Regions from separate parts of the Mus musculus genome. Here all the other regions are linked to region 1. Evidence: chromatin contacts called from public Hi-C and promoter capture Hi-C data. All regions are on one chromosome and are shown on one strand. The core of a region is the stretch at or near the end of the contact, and the rest is flanking DNA. Distances in the headings are between cores, read along the strand shown.

What was found. Promoter capture Hi-C pulls out the DNA fragments that hold promoters and counts their contacts. A called contact is a pair of places that touch in the nucleus more often than the background predicts.
Region 2: a promoter capture Hi-C map of pre-B cells shows a contact between it and region 1. The contact joins the promoter of Creld2 here to the promoter of Twf1 in region 1. A contact is called at or near these places in 1 of 39 promoter capture datasets (pre-B cells) and 1 of 484 Hi-C or Micro-C datasets (B cells).
Region 3: a Hi-C map of neutrophils shows a contact between it and region 1, with 8 times the contacts expected there. The contact joins the promoter of Ncaph2 here to the promoter of Twf1 in region 1. A contact is called at or near these places in 1 of 39 promoter capture datasets (pre-B cells) and 3 of 484 Hi-C or Micro-C datasets (CD4 T cells, neutrophils and regulatory T cells).
Region 4: a contact with region 1 is called in a Hi-C map of CD8 T cells, with 4 times the contacts expected there. The contact joins the promoter of C230037L18Rik here to the promoter of Twf1 in region 1. A contact is called at or near these places in 1 of 39 promoter capture datasets (pre-B cells) and 1 of 484 Hi-C or Micro-C datasets (CD8 T cells).

Annotation. Positions count from the first base shown.
Region 1 is chr15:94,588,457-94,591,164 of GRCm38.p6, reverse strand. It overlaps Twf1 (twinfilin actin binding protein 1), which reads left to right and starts at 1,341. Exons shown (of 9, transcript NM_008971.4): 1 at 1,341-1,413. The coding sequence starts at 1,389.
Region 2 is chr15:88,818,262-88,820,969 of GRCm38.p6, reverse strand. Creld2 (cysteine-rich with EGF-like domains 2) reads right to left here and starts at 1,324. Exons shown (of 10, transcript NM_029720.2): 1 at 1,136-1,324; 2 at 957-1,039; 3 at 331-441. The coding sequence starts at 1,258. Alg12 (asparagine-linked glycosylation 12 (alpha-1,6-mannosyltransferase)) reads left to right here and starts at 1,652. Exons shown (of 10, transcript NM_001142357.1): 1 at 1,652-1,712.
Region 3 is chr15:89,354,381-89,357,088 of GRCm38.p6, reverse strand. It overlaps Ncaph2 (non-SMC condensin II complex, subunit H2), which reads right to left and starts at 1,370. Exons shown (of 20, transcript NM_001115132.2): 1 at 1,146-1,370. The coding sequence starts at 1,253. It overlaps Lmf2 (lipase maturation factor 2), which reads left to right and starts at 1,430. Exons shown (of 14, transcript NM_178919.4): 1 at 1,430-1,733; 2 at 2,272-2,525; 3 at 2,634-2,662. The coding sequence starts at 1,640.
Region 4 is chr15:89,474,907-89,477,614 of GRCm38.p6, reverse strand. It overlaps C230037L18Rik (RIKEN cDNA C230037L18 gene), which reads right to left and starts at 1,363. Exons shown (of 5, transcript NR_077233.1): 1 at 1,330-1,363; 2 at 196-356; 3 at 1-73. Arsa (arylsulfatase A) reads left to right here and starts at 191. Exons shown (of 9, transcript NM_009713.4): 1 at 191-465; 2 at 960-2,107; 3 at 2,253-2,493; 4 at 2,610-2,708. The coding sequence starts at 1,893.

The DNA.
Region 1 (2,708 bases), core at 92-2,591:
TAAAAATAAACAATAGAATAAACTTTCACAGGGGAATGCATGCCGATAAAAGTGTACAGTGAGAAAGAACGGTAACTCCTGTCTGCTGTTTCCATACAAATGTATTGCATCCAGGTAACTACGAACACACATTTGACTTGAAGCAATCAAAGGCTAACCTAAAGCAAAGCTCTGTTAATGGTTTCCAAGGGTAGAGCTGACCACAGAGAGATATTCAGGTCAGCTCAATGGCTCAGTGGTTTCACACTCAGTTCTTTGGGGGAACCAGAGAAAGGACAATGAGGTCTCTTAAAGTGCTATGAGCTGAAATTTCCAGAAAAAAAAAAAAGCCACCCCAAACCTGTTCAAGACTCAAAAAGGTTGCCTAGCTGATTAGAAGTGCCTGATTGTGTAGGACTGTGGTGTAGGTCCTAAGCTGAATTATCTTGGGCCATCCCAGTTACTAGCCACTTCTGAGTCCATCCTTGGAAATGTACAGACCACTTAGCTTCTCCCATTGAAAGGTTAAAGATGCCCTCTTCAGATAATATCTGAACCAGTAGCAGAAATTTCGCCACTTTGGGTATAGCCCCATGTCCCCACCAAATATATTTTAAAGATGATTTGTGATTTTCTTTTGTTCTGGTACTAAAAAAAAAATTCATAAGTCTGTTACCAAGTTGAAACATGATATTTGGGATGGGGTGTCACCTGAATTAGTGCCTCCTCCCCGCCTGATAGGGCACATATTTGATTTCAGAATAGACTTTTTTTTCTCTTTTTTGAGGTGAGAACAGTGGTTTTGTGTGATAGTGACCAATTGAAAAGTGAACAGCTTGAGATTCAAATCACGGGGAAAATAATGGAGAACTCTACAGTCTCTTATTTTAAAGTGGGCCAGGAGTGGTCTTGAGCCCCATCTTGCTTTGCAAATGTTTAACTGTTTTATCTTTCGCCTTAAAATGGTCTTTTCTTTACAGCAAAGGATATGTCTTTCATGTAGAAAGCGTTTGTTTCGGAAAATGGCCATTTTTCCCTCTAAAGCATTTTGATGAGGTGTGTCGCTGCGGCGTGTGATAGACACACAGCCCACTGCCAGAAGGTGCATCCTGGACAGAAACAGCAGCGGGGGGGGGGGGGGGGGGGGCAAGGGGGGGTGATTGCCGGGAAAGGGCATGGCCAATGGCTTAAGGGGCGGGGCTTGTGACGACAATGAAAGTAGCCAGTGAAAGAACAGGGGGCGGGATCCTAGGCGGGGTCTATGTCGCGCTGGAGAGCGGGGCTGGTGCTGGGGGCGGGGCTGAGAGTCGCGGGCCGATGACGCACAGGCGGAGCCGCTACTTCCTGGATCCGCCGGCCGGGGCCGCTACCGCACCCTGCGCCGGAGCCGGGAGCCTGGGGCCGCCGCCATGTCCCACCAGACAGGCATCCAAGGTAACGGCGCCACGGGGCAGGGGCTCCCGGGAGGCTGCGGGCCGGAACGCTGGAGGCGCGCACGGCATTGGAGCTGCTCTGGGTGCGACGGCCCCGACTGTGTCCCTCGCGGCCCTCCCCGGCGGCCGCCACGTAACAGGCCGGTGGTGGCTGCCAGAGAACCGAGGATGTGAGGATGTCCCGGGCGACCCCGCTGCATCCCGGCCCCCGTGCCGAGAGCAGGAAGACCGAAGCTGGCTGGGCTCCTGCCGCCGGCCAGCCGAGCGACTTTTTCCTCGGGACCCGCCAAAGGAGATTGCTCCAGCACTCAGATCGTTTGAAAACCAAACAGCTCCCACCGCTGTAGGCTGCCTCCCGAACTCCCCGGATTTTTCTCTCAGAACGCGGGTGTGCCTTCCTTCCGGAGAAATCCCGAGTAGGGAGTGTTTTTCCATCTTTGGATGCTTGCACCCCAGGCAGCTGCAAAGTCTGATCTGTGTAGCTGCACCTCATGAACCCCGTGGAGACAGTCGAATGTGCAGTTTACTTGTGTATCTTACTCGCCGTTTATTATTTCCTGGTTGGAAAATAGGCAACTTGGACGTACTCAACCTCCTACGGAATCAAATAATATATCCCGGGGTTATTTAACGAGTTCTAATATAAACTAGAGCACTTCCCGTAATAGTTAACCGAGCCTTTCCCCCGGGTGACCACTTAATAACTTGTTTTGTGTTTTAAGGGTTTTTGACACTACCACTTAATTCTGTGCACATGCAGGCAAAAATAGTCTCCGATCTAACAACACTTAATCTCCCCCGTGTTACTTATGACATTTAAATATATCAAAATTATTGTTTAATGTTTGAGCCTTTTATATAACAAGACATAAATATTAGTCTTGCTTGGCAATCAACAACACAAGACCGAATTTGAAGCAATGATGACTACACAAGGGATAGGTTATTAAATGTTTATTTCCTGGGTGGCTTCTATAACTTTTTACAAAGAGATGCAAGAAAAATGTAAGATCTAGTGTATTTTACAGGTTTTTTCTTTAATCAGTATATGAGATTTGATCCTGTTGTTCTTGATGGACAGATACAGGACATGATTTGATGAAGGAGCACACATCACAAACTTAAAATTGGACTATTAGAAGCAACTTGTTAACATTTTCAAACATGGAGCAATTTGTCTGTTACTGGGTTTGACTGAAAGCATTCACCCTAGTGTTACTTCTGCTACTGAGTTCTGTGGCTAAAATGTTGAAGTTCCTGTACTTCTAAATGCTAGTATTTAGTTTTTGCTCCTCG
Region 2 (2,708 bases), core at 75-2,574, 5.8 Mb after region 1:
AGAGATCAGTAACTAACAGTGATAGCCAGACAGTAACGATGCGCTGAAGTGAGGCTTAACCACTCCAATTTTCACTTCTTAACTTCAGGCTGAAGCAACTAAGGACCTCAGGTGATTCGGGCTAGGAGGCACTGTCCACGCCCTCAAGGCTATGTGATGGGGGAAGCAAGGGTCAGGTGTGCACAGGACCTCCTTGGAAGCTTCTAAGAGATGGTGGCAGCGCAGGGGTAAATCGGGATGGGGATGTAGGATATTTCCTGCTTCTCTAGGTTCTCTACTGGGAAGATACTGCAAAATGCGAGATCAGAAGACAGGGTCCCAGGCACTCACAGTGTCTGCCACCAAGCCTCTAGCTGCTCCTCCTGCTGCTCCAAGAGTTGGTTGCACTCAAAGTCACTGCTGTCACACAGACCCTCCATGATCTCCAGAAGCCGGATCTCACTGAAACACAATCTGTCAGCACCCCAAAGCACCAGCACCCCAAAGCACCAGTCTGCTCACTTTACACATGTCCCTCCTAGAGACTACTTTAGCGAAGAGGAGAGTCTCTACAACCACAGGCAAGGTTAGTCAGTAAGGGGAGGCTAACCGGGGGGTGTGCAGCGGACCCAGGAATGGTAGGCCCCTCCATCCCTACAGCATGAGAAAGGGAGCTTATTCCATTAGTCAGGGAAGCCAGAAGTCTCTAGGAGGGCGAGGGGCTCCAGTCTGAGTTTCCAAAAGGCCCGTGTGCGTGTGTGTAAAAGCCTTCCAGTGTCTGTGCGCACAGAAGTGGCCGTAGGGAGTGTGGAAACCACAGACCAGTTGAGTGGCCAGAGGCAGGGACGACCATTGACAGGTGTCCACCACCATCGAAGGGGTTCCTCCGTGTGCCGGTGGTCTGCACCGACCCCAAGGTCTGACCACCGATTCACAGACCGCGACCGCACATCCTCGCACTTCTTGGGAACACTCACCTGAATTCGTACTTAGACAGCGTCTTCTCTTCCCACGCCGTGTTGCCGCCACCGAAATTCTTCCTGGCCGTGTTGGCCATCCCCTGTAGTGGAGGTGGCACCAGCTCGATGGGCTACCGTGAACCCCGCCGCCAGCCCCTGCCCCAGCGCCGCTGCCCCGGACCCCGCCGCCCGCCCACCTGGTTGAACTTGTCCACCAGCGTCCGGCATCTCTGGCACATCGTCGGCTTCCGGGAGGCTACGGCCCCGGGCGGCGGCAGCAGCAGCAGCAGCCCGAACGCGGCTGCAAGCAGCAGGTGCATGGCGGGAGGGCTGCCCGGCGACCCACCGAGAACTGCGGCGGAGTCTGAGCCTCCGCCCACCGGCCCGCGCGCCGGCCGTTCCCCGGGCTACTTGACTGCGTCGCCGAGGCCCCGCCCACCTTTCACCCCGCGCGCTTCTATTGGCCGGAGGAATCCCCCTTGCCTGATGTGGACCAATTGAGGCTCGCCACGAGAAGCCACCAATGAGAAGGCCCCGGGTCAGCGTCCCGCGAGAATGAGGCAGAACCGTAATCTTCTATCGGGTCCCCATGCCCCGCCCTCCACGAGTGGCCATCTTTTCTCCGGGCGGGAAGCGCCAGCTGCGGTCGCCAGCCTGGGCAATGGTGGCCATGTCAAGTTCGGGCAAAGACTTGGCTTCCGGGCCCGGTTTCCGCAGCCGGCTTCCTGCCTTGGTCAGTCTGCTCAGTTCCGCGGGGTCCTGCGGAGAGGAGAGGTTAGCGCGCGTCGCCGGGATTGGTGTACTCGGGCGGGAGGTGGCGAAGCTGGGGTTCTCCCGAGCGCGCGTGACGGCCTTTGAGTTCCTCAACCCGGGGATGGACCTGTCACTTAGAGGCTGAGCGTGTCCCTGGGGGCGGGACATCTCGCCCGAGGCCTGGACCGTTCATCCATCCTCCTCACCTGGCGCCCGGAGCTGTCATCCGTAAACAGAGCTCTACATCTGGGTCCTGCTCAGTGTGGTTGAGGGGGCCCCAGTGGTCGACATTTCCTCAGGGGCCTCAGGCAGTGAGTTCACAATGACCTTCCGAACTTTAAGTGACCTGAGGGAGGAGGAGGAGGAGATGTGGACTATGTGTATTTTAAAGAACATCTGATTGTATAAATAGTAACAGTTTAGTCTGGTCTTTGGTTTACAAGTAAGTTCATCTACACCAGCTAACACTTCCAGGTTAAAGCCACAATTTGAACGAATGATTCCCACAGTTCCCTTGGAAGCTTTGGAATCACAATGGACAGGGACGACAGGATCTTTGAAGGGTACCCCCTAATCTGAGATGCCCTCCTCCTCCACGCCACATTTGCGAAGAGTATAGCTTTTAATTTTTTAAAGATTTGTTTATTTTATGTATATGAGTACACACGGTAGCTGTACATAGGGTTGTGAGCCTTCATCTGGTTGTTGGGAGTTGAATTTACGACCTCTGCTTGCTCTGTGCATCAGATCTCATTACAGGTGGTTGTGAGCCACCATGTGGTTGCTGGGATTTGAACTCAGGACCTTCAGAAGAGCAGTATAGCTTTTTGGAGCTTGGCTCCTGGAGCTTAGCCATTAGCATCTCTTCTTCCCTGCAGCTGCCCCCATTCCTGTGATAGGTGTTTTGTTTTGTTTTTTTTTTTGGTTTTTTGAGACAGGGTTTCTCTGTATAGCTCTGGCTGTCCTGGAACTCACTCTGTAGACCAGGCTGGCCTCGAACTCAGAAATCCGCCTGTC
Region 3 (2,708 bases), core at 121-2,620, 5.2 Mb after region 1:
CCCAGCACATGCCAAGGGAGTGGCTAGAACAAACAAATCTGGGACAGCTCACAAGGAAGATCGGTATGGGTGTATCCCACCACATGGAGTTGAAAACTTGTATTTAAAAAAAAAAAAAATCACACAAGTAAGATTTTCTATTTTTAAGGGAAAGAAGACTCCACCCCAAGAAGCTCGACACTTAAGAAAGAAAACAGAAGCAGTCAAATAGAAATCCTAAGAGCACTGTTTCAAAAAGGAAGCTGTCAGACCGAGAAATCTCCCCAACAGGGCACTTCGAGCGTCTCTTTTATTTTTAAATACGAAGACCACTACAGTTCGAGTTGAGACCTGTAACTATTCAGTAGTGGGATCCGATTGTGTTGAGCCAAAGTGTGAACGTGCAGAAACGGAGCAGACAGTGACTGAATAGACCTGAACTTAAAAAAAAACAAAACGGAGGAATGGAATGCTGATAGGCTAGATTACGGCGAGGGGCTGGGCCACCAACAGGATGGGGGAGGGGGCGGATCCTTCTGGACAAAACTGGTTCAAATTAAGAGCCTGGGGTATGGGTGCGTCGCACTGCGGGAAGATCGTGTGGGCGGGGCTTGAGGTCTAAGATACAAAATCCCTTTTCCTTCGGGAACCAGATCTCTCTCCATTACTGTAAGAGTCCTGGTATGGTAGGGTTGATTGGTAGTTGCAAATAATCGGGAGACTGGGACAGAAGACTTCGGGTTTAAGACCTGCCTTGGCGCCTGGCTCAAGAAGAAAAACAGGTTCCAAAAAAAAGCTCGGTGGTAGAGTGCCTGCCAAACCTGTCCAAAGCCCCAGGTTAAATCCGCCCCCAAAAGGGGAAAACAAAAAGTTTGCTTCTTAATGTATTGTATTCCCCCAAAGAAAACGGAAATAATGTACTTGTTGGAGAAAAATGATTATCATCCAACCAAATCGACTTCACAGCTCGCTAACCGACAGAGGCCTGAAAAGGACAGCTCCGGGAGAATCTAGCTGAAAGTTTCGAGAGGCAGGCTGGATTTTGAAGGGGGGTGAGGAAAGAAACAAGACTGCGGATGACACACCAGACGGCTACAGACCCGGAGGCGGGGGGTGGCAATGCAGCCTGAGCGCCCAGGCCGATGCCATTCCCCCGCCGCCCTCACCTCCTCCAGATACTCGCCCAGCTGTGCCGCCACGTCCACCTCCCAGTTCTTAGTGAGATCCCGGATGGGCTGCAAGAGGTGAGCAAAGCGCACCTCCACATCCTCCATGTCTAGAACGGGACTAGAAGCCCGGAACCATGGCTCAACCCGCTACTGGTTCTGGCGCCATTTTGGTGCTCCCGCCCCGGAAGTACGTAGCCAGGGCACTGCGCGCACACGTATGACGTCAGGCGGGCCCAGTTTCGAAGAAGTAAAGAAGCGGGCCCGACGGGGGCGGGGCCTACACCGGGGGCGGGGCTCCGTGTCTAGGGGGGGGGCCTGGAGGAGCGGAGGAGACTAAGTTTCTAGGTGGTTAGCGGTGAGTTCTTTGGCACTGGGTGGAGCTCAGTGACCCGACCGGACTGACGGATTCCGGCTGCGGCGTGGGCCAGAGGCCGGGCTGGGGGCAGCTAGGAGACTAGAGGGCACTACTTCGGCAAGACCGCGTAGCGGACATGGCGAGCTCCCGGGTCCCACAGCAGCTTTTCCTACAGGGTGTGGCCGCTGTCTACTTGTTCGCCTTTGCGTCCCTCTACACCCAGATCCCAGGTGAGGGCGCGGAGGGGTTGAATCGTCACACGTGGACGTGGTAGCATCCCTTCCTTCACTGCCCTCTGAGGCGGGTGTAAAGTCCAGGCCTCTCTCTGCGCGGGATTAAGGGGTGGTAGTTTGCGGGCAACAAAAGTGGAGGAAAAAGAAGCACAAGGGTCGATTTCCCTTAACTATTAGTAGTCTCATCTAGGCTTAGGGAAAAACCCCGAGGGGAGTGGGTGGCAGATTTCTACCTGGACTCTGTGGGCAGGTAAGAGAGGGATGCGCTCTAATTGACAGAAGGTGCTGACCCAGAATCAGGTCTTCTGAACCTGGTGTTGGGGGTCAACAATTTCCAACGTGAGAGAGAGAGACCATCTGGTAGACAGAGCAAGCCCTGCCTGGGATGGGAACATCTGCAAGCACAACCTGGAGTTGGGGGTTTGGGACATCTGCATGCCAGGAGCTGGTGGTGGAGCATCTCCGGGGCCTAAGTTCATGTGCATGTTAGACTGGGAAGATGTCTAAGACTTGGCCCTGACATACCCTCCCACAGGCCTCTATGGCCCAGAGGGCATCCTTCCTGCTCGAAGAACACTGCGGCCCCAAGGCAAGGGCCTGTGGCAGCAGCTGTGGGAAACACCAACGCTGCTGTGGGAGGCACCAAGACTGGGGCTGGATACTGCCCAAGGTCTGGATTTACTGACCTTATTGGGCACCGTGCTAGCCCTGGGCGCCCTGCTCCTGAACTCTCTGAGACACCCCTTCGTCTACCTGCTGCTCTGGGTTGCATACCGATCAGCCTACCAGGCAAGTGAGACACTTAAAACTTCAGCCTTCATCTAACCCACCCTCTCTCTCTGCCTCACCTGATGCAGCAGACACACAGTGGCTCCCTGACCACTTCTCTCCCTACAGGTGGGCCAAGTGTTCCTTTATTTCCAGTGGTGAGTGATTCCGGGGGCCCAATCTGCCTGAGGCCACTGGGCAGGG
Region 4 (2,708 bases), core at 114-2,613, 5.1 Mb after region 1:
GCAGTTTCGAACTTTCCTCCTGCAGTTTCTTGCAGATTTCATCGGGAGAATTCCAGATGCCCAGAGAGCCAGGCTTCAGTGAAAAAAAAAAAAATCAATAAATCAATGACCAGTTTACTCGTCATTCTGAACCACCCTCATTCTGCTTGCCAGAGGGCACCTTCAACTCAGTGTCACGTGTTGTCTGCTCCTGACCTGAGCCTGTGTTAGACCACTGGGTGATCCTGAGTCTGATCCGCTACTGTAGTCGGGAGGCCCTTCCAGAACCCTGTTTATCTCCCCCCTGGCTCCAGCGTCTTCCTTCCTGGGTGCGCAGGTCGTGACCATCTTGACGCCAGAGGTCTTAGAGTGCCACTCTGTCTTGGAGAGGAATCAAAGCCAAGAATCTGGACAAATGACTTCCCTAGGAACAGCCACCTGCAAGGAAATACCCTGGAAGAGACTTGCTCCGGAAAAGTGACTCAGGTCAGGGGCTTTTGGGGGCGGGGAGATCTGGGAAGTCCAGTTACCACAGGGACCTTTAGATGTTAAAGTACACTAAGAACCCACCCTTCCACCCTCTGAGGGATATATCTGTTAGTCTCCCTTAACAGTTAAAACTGATAAGAAAAAAAGGTTATATTCAATAATGTATAAATGAAGAGTTAGAAACAAGTCATGTTGTCTTCCCATTAGTTCAATACTAATGTGCCCTAAGCTATACCACACAGGAACCCAGCAACCCTTCTCAAACACCAGACTCACAGACACACATCCCAGCTCTAACACCACAGATACACACACACACACACACACACACACACACACACACACACTCAACCTTAAACACCAGTTACGCGTGTAGAAGGGAAAGGATTTTTTTAAATAATTTGATACATTGTGTTTCACAAAATTCACCAAAGGTGGTTGTGAGCAAAAAGCCAGCAGCCAATCAGATTTGTCTTCCTGGTTTGTTGCAGTCAGACTCCATGGTTTTTGCCTCTTTGCTCAGTCAGAAGGGGGATGCTGATGTTTTTTCAACAAGGATCCCTCAAGTATCTCATCAGAGGAAATGAGACAAACAGCCCACCATTCGCCAGAGGAACTCCAGACACGCATTTAAGAGCGACACAGCAGGAGAGCCAGATAGCTGTAGTGCTGCACTGCTAGGCAGTCCTGAGCCTAGCGCGCAGGAGCAAAGAACGTAAGGTTACCAAGCCCAGCACGGGACACCCCAACCGGCGCAGATAAGGATCGGGAGCACGCGAGCAATCTCCAGCCTCACCCTATCCCGCCCCGGTCCCAGGTCCGCAGCAGCCCCACCCGGAAGGTTCCCATAGGCACACAAACCCGCTTGGCTCGGCTCCCCAGCTCCGCCTCGCCCGGTCCCAGCTCCACCTAGCCCCGACTCTGTACCGCCCAGTCCCAGAGCCCGCCCCTTCTGGGTCAGCCAATTGTCACGTGACCGCGGGCGTATCCGAGACTGCCTGAGATCGACGCTGTCTACCACCAGTTCCTCCTCAATTTCGAACCGCCCTTGTCCCATGGCGCTGGAGCCTCCCGGGTCAATGTGAAGTGACTTCTGCTCCTGATCCCAAGCCTGTGCTGGCACCTCTGGGTGAACAGGGTCAGATCCCCGCTCGTGACGTTAATGAAGCCCTGGTCCTTTAGGGGCTCTGTGGAGTTACACCCCAGGCCACCCCCTTCCGAGTTCTGACAGATTCGCTGGAGCTTCAGAGAGTGGACCTACAGACAGAAGGATTATTTGGGTCTGGCGGCTCAGGGGAGGAGGAGGGCTCGGGACTGGGGCCTCAGGTAGGGGCTGGCCTGGGCGCTCAAGGAACGAGCCTGCTGGAATCGCTCTGCCTTCCCTACCAAGGGACTGAGGACACAGGCCCATCTGTATCTCTGTCATGGCCCTGGGGACCCTCTTTTTGGCATTGGCTGCAGGCCTGAGCACTGCCAGCCCACCTAACATCCTGCTGATCTTTGCGGATGACCTGGGCTATGGGGACCTCGGCTCCTATGGGCACCCCAGTTCTACCACCCCTAACCTGGATCAGTTGGCTGAAGGTGGACTACGGTTCACAGATTTCTATGTGCCTGTGTCTCTGTGCACGCCATCTCGGTGAGTGAGGGACCTTTGCCCCTCCCCTCTCCCCTGGCTCATCCCATTTCTGTCTCTCTGTGGGTATGTCCACCATTCTCCCTCTTCTCTCTGGGTTCATCTCTGTGGGACTCGCAGATAATGGATTCTGTGGTTTGTACTACAGGGCCGCCCTCCTGACTGGCCGGCTCCCAGTTCGATCAGGCATGTACCCTGGAGTTCTGGGGCCCAGTTCCCAAGGGGGCTTGCCCTTGGAGGAGGTGACTTTAGCCGAAGTCCTGGCTGCTCGAGGCTACCTTACAGGGATGGCTGGCAAGTGGCATCTTGGAGTGGGGCCAGAGGGGGCCTTCCTGCCCCCGCATCAGGGCTTCCACCGATTCCTGGGCATCCCATATTCCCATGACCAGGTACAAACCAGCCGGACCCTCTGCTGCCCCCCAACACACACCCAAGCCCGCATACCAACTGTACCCTAACCCGTAGCCAGTCCTCCCTCACACTAACCGCTCTCTGCTCTCCCCAGGGTCCCTGTCAGAACCTAACGTGCTTCCCACCAGACATCCCCTGCAAAGGTGGCTGTGACCAAGGCCTTGTTCCCATCCCACTACTGGCCAACCTGACA